2 separate regions of the Hordeum vulgare genome follow, and region 2 is linked to region 1. A link is a contact called in public HiChIP or PLAC-seq data. All regions are on one chromosome and are shown on one strand. Each heading gives the region's core, a stretch centred on a gene start, on an enhancer-like site or on the middle of the called end of the contact. The rest is flanking DNA. Distances are from core to core; before and after follow the strand shown.

The links. HiChIP or PLAC-seq counts read pairs in DNA pulled down with a chosen protein or histone mark.
Region 2: a contact with region 1 is called in an H3K4me3 HiChIP or PLAC-seq map of embryo, with 4 times the contacts expected there. The contact joins the promoter of LOC123410232 here to the promoter of LOC123407144 in region 1. A contact is called at or near these places in 1 of 6 Hi-C or Micro-C datasets (seedling) and 1 of 1 datasets of contacts at active chromatin or transcription factors (embryo).

What each region holds. Positions count from the first base shown.
Region 1 is chr7H:562,529,042-562,532,815 of MorexV3_pseudomolecules_assembly, reverse strand. LOC123407144 reads right to left here and starts at 1,619. Exons shown (of 8, transcript XR_006612545.1): 1 at 1,296-1,619; 2 at 1,067-1,188; 3 at 629-734.
Region 2 is chr7H:562,713,972-562,717,211 of MorexV3_pseudomolecules_assembly, reverse strand. It overlaps LOC123410232 (putative tRNA (cytidine(32)/guanosine(34)-2'-O)-methyltransferase), which reads left to right and starts at 1,389. Exons shown (of 11, transcript XM_045103141.1): 1 at 1,389-1,612; 2 at 1,734-1,827; 3 at 1,919-1,968; 4 at 2,045-2,094; 5 at 2,183-2,291; 6 at 2,370-2,430; 7 at 2,521-2,573; 8 at 2,955-3,047. The coding sequence starts at 1,586.

The DNA of each region.
Region 1 (3,774 bases), core at 370-2,869:
CTACCTAGTAGGCCTGTTATCATGCTAATGAAGCTACAGTCCACTGGTAGACCTTCAGCCCAAAGCAGGTCATGCAAATCAATCTTCAAACAATTGGGATGTTGAACATGAATACATGATGTCCTGCTTGCGTTATTTGCCAACAAAGTCCACATTATGAGCCTATCAACTGAATCTTCTACATCTAGACAAGCTTTCTGCTAGTGCTTATGTTGTGTCATCAAGTTGCACAATTTCAAGGCACAAACAGGAACAAAGAAATATTTCCGTTGGCATAAATACATGAGGAGTGACAAATGAAGAGAACATATTGTGGTTTGCAGGATTTTCCATTATGTTAGAAAATTGTACTAATGGATTCTCGGAGGTCAAAAAGAGGGGAACTGAACATTTTCTGCCAGGTTTATAGTATTAAAAACAGAAGATTTATCTCCCCATCATATAACAATTCCTGACGCAGCACTTTAGATATGGTTTCTACCAAAAGCATTGATTTATTCTGTGCAAACCAGAATTTGCCGACGGTTTCAGCCATCAGGCCAATTATGTATGAACTATGATGTTGTTTACCAATCCTGGGACCTCATAGCTAAAGATATTTCTGAGTATATAAAGTAAAGACCATTACCAAGTTCAGTAAAGCTGGGTTCTATCTTGGCCTCAAGGGAGAGGGTATCAATCACCTCTTTCTGGTTCATATACAGCTGGAGACAGCGCTCGATGAGATTCTGGACCTGCATAGCAGTTACAAGCAACATGAATCATCGATACATGCAAGCAAGAACTTACTAAATTTTAATCACAACGTATATATAACATATAACGTAACAAGTGCAAGGAATCTCATCCCAAGTCAGCTCCCCAACCCACAAGCAAACATAACAAATATCAGTTGCTTGCTGCTTTGCGTTTCGACATCAGCAAGCAATAGCAGTAGCACACGCCGTGCATGATGTATTGACCTAGGCCGTGGCTAGCTTGATCGGACGGTAATCGGCAGGAAAAAAAACGAGAATGCAGCAGAGCGGAAGTAGTGTTAGTCAGTTTGTGAAATGATGATACTGACGAGCTGTATGTCCTGGCGAGAGACCTTGCGGACGTCCTCCCCCGACATGTCGCCGCCGCCGGCCGCCGGGGCTCGCTGCTGCTCCTCTGCCCGAATCCCCTCCTCGGCCCCTTCCGCTCTCCCTGAGAGGAACAAGCAACCAAAGGTTGGGGGTGAGACCACGGGCGGATCTAGACAGCGCGCCCAGAAAATCACGAAGGCCGCCCGGGGGATGGAAACGGGCTCGTACCTCAGAACCCGACGGGCAGAGGCTGGGACGGTGCGGGGAGTAGACAGCAGGAGCGAGCGCGGCGTCCCGGCGGCGGGGAAGAGCGGGACCGGCAACGGGCGTGAGAGGCGGGGGCGAGGCGTCGGCGATGAGACTGCGCGGCGGCGGCTGTAGGGCGGTGGAGTCGCAGGGGGGAGGTCCGGCTGATCGATCCGGTCTTGTTGGCTGTGCGAGGGGCTGGGAAGAAGAAAGGGGAGGAGCGACGGAGCAAGTGGTGTGGTGTGGGTGTGGAGGGGGGAGAAAGGGGGCAAAGGAGGGGGGAGGGCCCGGATTCCTAATCTGCTGCTAGTGATGAGGCTTTTCGCACGGAATCTGCTATCAAATACAGTGCCCTATGCTTTGTGTTCACTCAGACATACTCCGAAAAAGAAGGTTTCGGTGGACCGGAGATTCTCATGGATCTATGTAAATCTAGGTAATAACGGGGAAACACTATTCATTATGTTTTGGCTATCAAAAGAGTCCGTGCGTTGCACCGGAAGCATGTACAAATAAAACATCGGACCCTAGTACTCCTAGTGTGTCGGCATGTCTGGTGCTCCACCTCGTTCAAGGAAATAGTGAGCTCCTCCTCGTCCGTTGGGACATCCTCGTCGTACAGTCTCCGTGCGCTCCAACAAATTAGCAATTCTACGATGGTCAAATCAAGGTATTGAGAACACATAATGTATAGTCAACCTTGTTAATTCAAAATCAAATAAATTTGAACGTTGGTTGCACTTATAAGAATATAATACATTTAGTTAATGAATTACATGTGGCTAGCCTAGAGAGCACAATGTATTTTAGTAGTTTAAGTTTGCCAATTGAAACTTGAGTTATTCATCACAAATACAAACCGTGACTATGTTTTGTTTGAAATTTTCATTTTAGACACAACAATTTTTTAGCGATTTAAATATTACTTTTTCTGATATTAGAATACTACTTATACTCCCTCTGTCAACTAATATATTAGTATAATCCCGTAAAGCTTATGGAAGAGTAGAGGAGGAAGGGATGCTGACTCCTTTTGTCACTGACGGTCTCCTGGTCCGCCAGCCGTTGGTGCAGATCGACATCCATGTCGGCAGGATGGCACTGTGGACCACCTCGTTTCTCTAGTGCGTTCTTGATCCTAGGTAGTTCCCTAGCTCCATTATCGCTGCTTTCATCCCTTTAATGATGATTCCAACACTAACATGCAGGAACCTCTTGAACCTCATGCTGCTGGTTGTTTTCCTTGCCGCTACTACTTGCTTTACAATTCTTTTTTCCTTCCATCCCATCGAGGCATCACATGCATCTGAAATCCAGCCCCACATTTCTTTTTTAAGGTTTCCATCCTTTCATACCCTAGAGACAGGGGATAATTTCCTGTTTATCCTTTAAATGCACCTTCCCGCTATAGTTATTTAGGCCTCTTATCGATATTTCAGGAAACATGTGATCCTATATAAACTGGTCGAAATTTGTATAAAAGAGCGAGGTGAGATTATATAACATGAAAAAAGTGGTGCATGCTTGCTGCTAATAAAGAGAGAAAATGTTCCTAAAAAGAGAAAAGAGGGAGAAAAAGTGTTAGAACCGGGGATCAAACCTAGTTCTCCTTGGTGGAAGAGAGGTGCTCGAGCCACTACCTTTTAAAATAAAAGACCTTTTAAAGATTACACTATGGACTACATACGGATGTATATAAACATATTTTAAAGTATAGGTTTATTCATTTTGCTTCGTATGTAGTCCATAGTAGAATTTCTAAAAGGTCTTATATTTAAGAACGGAGGAGTACATACGAAGTAAAATAATTGAATTTATACAGTAAAATATATCTATATACATTTGTATGTAGTTTGTAATGAAATATCTATAAAAGCTTATATTTAGAAATGGAGGAAGTATGTTACTACTCCCTCCGTTCCTAAATAGAGTACATTTTTTTAAGATTTCATTAGGGACCTACATACGAAACAAAATGAGTAAGAGCAACTCCAATCGGCCGACCCAAATGGACGACGGTTTTGTCCTTTTTTGTTCGTTTGGGTTGGCCGCCCGCTTTTCTTTTTGGGTCGGCTGCGCACCCAATGTGGGGGGCCCATTTTATGTCCGCACATTAGATAAAACAGCTCAGCGTGCCACCGCCCAATGGTTGGCCGTGTCATCATCCATGATCACCGGCATTCTGTCGAACAGATTACGGGCGCCGGTGAGCATGTCGGTTGGCATCTCGCATTGGTGTTTCCTCATGCCTTCGGACGATGATCCGCCTGTCACCGGCGCGGCGTTGAGGTCGATGGTCATCGGCACGGGCGTGGAAGGGGCCATGATGCTCATCTTCGGCAAGCATTCCTCGGAGAAGTGGCTGCCTTGCGGGCAGACATGGAAGCCGGGAATTGGCTGCGTGCAAGACGCGCGCGGCGACTCCGACAGCATCATCCGAGGATATGCTGGCGAGCCCATG
Region 2 (3,240 bases), core at 140-2,639, 180 kb before region 1:
GAGCCGCTAGTGCTCTGCAGGTAGAAGCGACAGCATGCGGCAAAGCTTTGCAAGCTGCTGCACTCTGGGGAATGGGCCGGATAATCCTGGAGACTGATTCTCAAATTTTGGCAACGACGCTTGAAAGTACAAAGTTCAACCTGGCACCTAAAGGAATCATCTTCCGCGATCTGCGTTCTTTCATTAGGCTAAACTTCATTTCTGTTGATGTGTGCTTCGCCCCACGGGGTTGTAATAAATTAGTTCACGAGCTTGCCGCACTTGGTTTTGCCCAAGAGGCTGAACGTGTGGTTTGGTTGGACTATGTCCCGGTATCTGTAAGGTCTGTCTTGGCCAGTGAGTTCACTGCGCCTGTTTAATGGAATAATGGAGTTCCTAGTCAAAAAATAACGAAAGTTAAGGGAGGGAACTCCCCCCCTTGGCCTCTTTCTTGGAAAGGGGCTGAGATACGATGTGCTCCCGAGTTCAGACACTCGAGCCAATGAACAGATAGCAATAACCTCACCTCCTCAAACTGCAGGACACATCAGCGAGGTTGCACTTCTTTGCCAAGTTGGGTTTCTAAGTTTTCTCTTTTTACCAGGGTAAAACAAATACTTTGCTACATTATTTTTGGGAAACGTTTGCCATGAGCCGGTTGATACCATCATACCAACACTCGCGTCCATTCCCTTTTTGACCGTCGGATCTATCTTGATCGAATGGTTAGGGGAGCAACCTGGTTTTGCAACCGAGCCATTGTTGTAATTTTCCCCACCGCAACAACTAGTCTTTTGTGGGATTTGGATCTCATGCGAATTCACGATGCGCCCTTGCAACCAGAGGTTAGTGCCGGTCATTGCAGTGGTGCTTGCCGCCCGTATATGTCCGTCAGCCGCGTGTTGTGCACCCACCTCGTCGGATAGGAGGATGGCGACGATGCGACCTGGTCGACGGTTCGGCACTCGTCGGCGGCGACGAGCAGCGTCACTCATTCCTCACCATCGTTTGATGTGAGCTCGTGGCGAACAACATTGGTCTTTTTTTTGTAACATCCTCCCTGTTGCAAGAAAGAGTTTTGCAACATTTGTAATGTTGGAAAACTTTGTTCACTAACACCTGTATAAAAGTGAAAGATTTCTTTTTTGCAATATCAGCTCAAAAAATTCTTCAACAATACCTTTGTTGCAAAAGTTCCGTAACATTAACTCTTCAAGCGCAACATCATCCTTATTGCAAAGCTGACAGCTAAATCTGACCGTGTTGAATTCTATGACTCGCCAGACGGCGGGTCTTTGAGAAAGATCTATGACCGACGCGTAGCGTTGCCTTTTCTTTTTAGAAAAACTTTGCTAAGTTCAGGGTCGTTTGGGACTTTGGGTAGACTTGCTTTCAGAGTCTGTCCACCTGAAGAGAACGGGCTCGATTCCGTCGAGGGCCCAGCCCAGCCCGGCCGCAGTCGGCAGTCGGCACCTAGCAGACAGACTACCCGCTCCGCTCCGCGCCGCGCCGCCTCGCCGGTCGCTCCTCCTTCCTCCGCGCACACCCCACCGTCGGCCTCCGCCGCGCCGCTCCTTTCCTGCGCTGCGCCCGGCTCCTCGTCGCGATGGGCAAGGCCTCCAAAGACAAGCGGGTACGCGACCTCCGTTTCTTTCTTTCTCAGCCAGCTCCTCCCCCTCCCCTCCTCTCCCCCGTTTCGCTTCGCCGCCCCTCACCGTGTCTGCGACTCGCTGGTCTGCCCGTCGGTTTCCCAGGACATATACTATCGGAAGGCCAAGGAGGAGGGGTGGAGGGCTCGCAGCGCCTTCAAGCTAATGCAGATCGACCAGGAGTTCAACATCTTCCACGGTCTCGCTGGCCTTCCTGCCACCTTGCTTCCACTGACGCGCAGCATCAAATTAACCACATGGTGTTCTCATTTTGCTGTTCGTGTGTGCAGGAGTGAAGCGCGCCGTTGACCTGTGCGCTGCCCCTGGGAGCTGGAGCCAGGTACTCGCACGCCCAGTTTTCCCCCATCCATGCTTGCATCTGTTCGTTCCATTGCTTATCTCAATCGCAATTGCAGGTTTTGAGCCGCAATTTGTACCTGCCGGCAAAGCTATCATCTGACGGCAAGTGAGTAGCAGCGTCAGTGCGAACACCCGATGTTCCAACATAATTTCATTCTTTGTGCCTGATTGTTTCTGTGCTATGCTTGTACCAGAGATGGCGGCCTTCCTCTCATCGTCGCAATCGATCTGCAGCCGATGGCTCCTATAGAAGGTGTCATACAAGTGCAGGGCGACATCACCAATGCTCGAACAGCGGAAGTGGTGAGATGGACAGACCCATAGATACATTCTTTGTGATGAAACTTCTGCTTGCTGTAACAGATGTAAATATGCTGCCAGGTTATCAGGCACTTCGATGGATGCAAAGCGGACTTGGTTGTCTGTGATGGTGCCCCTGATGGTAAGATTGCATTGCTGAACAAGTGGTCCATAACCATGTTACATGTGTTTATGGTACTTCTGTTTCTTACTTCGCTTTGGATGATTGCAGTTACTGGGCTTCATGATATGGATGAGTTTGTTCAGTCCCAGCTTATATTGGCGGTTGGTATATTTTTCTCTGTCTCTGCATATGAATTTACATCAGAGACACTTTTTGGAGCAAATTGCAGTGTCCATAAGATAGTGTCCAAAAATAATGCTACCTTAACCCTGCAGTTTATGTTCGGCATTCTACCTTAAAATGTTTACTTTCAGTGCAATACCTTACTTGAATTTTTGTATTGAACAGTGGATCATTTTTATTCAACCTTTGGATAATTTGTTGCTGTTTATGTTGTAGAAAAACACGGTGTAACACTATGGTTCCATTAACTTGTTATGTTTTCCACTAGTTGCAATTTTCCTTGGCTTAGTTTTGCAGATTAAATTTGCAAGCTGCTTGCTTATTTGGCTAATTTGTGTATTTATATATGTTGCATTTAGGCACTGACAATTGTGACTCATGTACTCAAAGTTGGTGGAAAATTTGTTGCGAAGATTTTCCGGGGTAAAGATACAAGTCTCCTGTATTGCCAGGTATTGGTTGGTGCTGGTTTTCTTGTCTGGTTAGGAATTTCCATATGTACTTCAGAAACATATTGTTTGATCGAGGAAGTTAGTCATCAGCTTTCATGTGTCTTTTCTGTATATGGTTGATTACAAATAGTCTATATTGTTATCCAGTTTTTCTCTCAAGTGTACATGGTAGAGTTGTCATGATATTGCTACA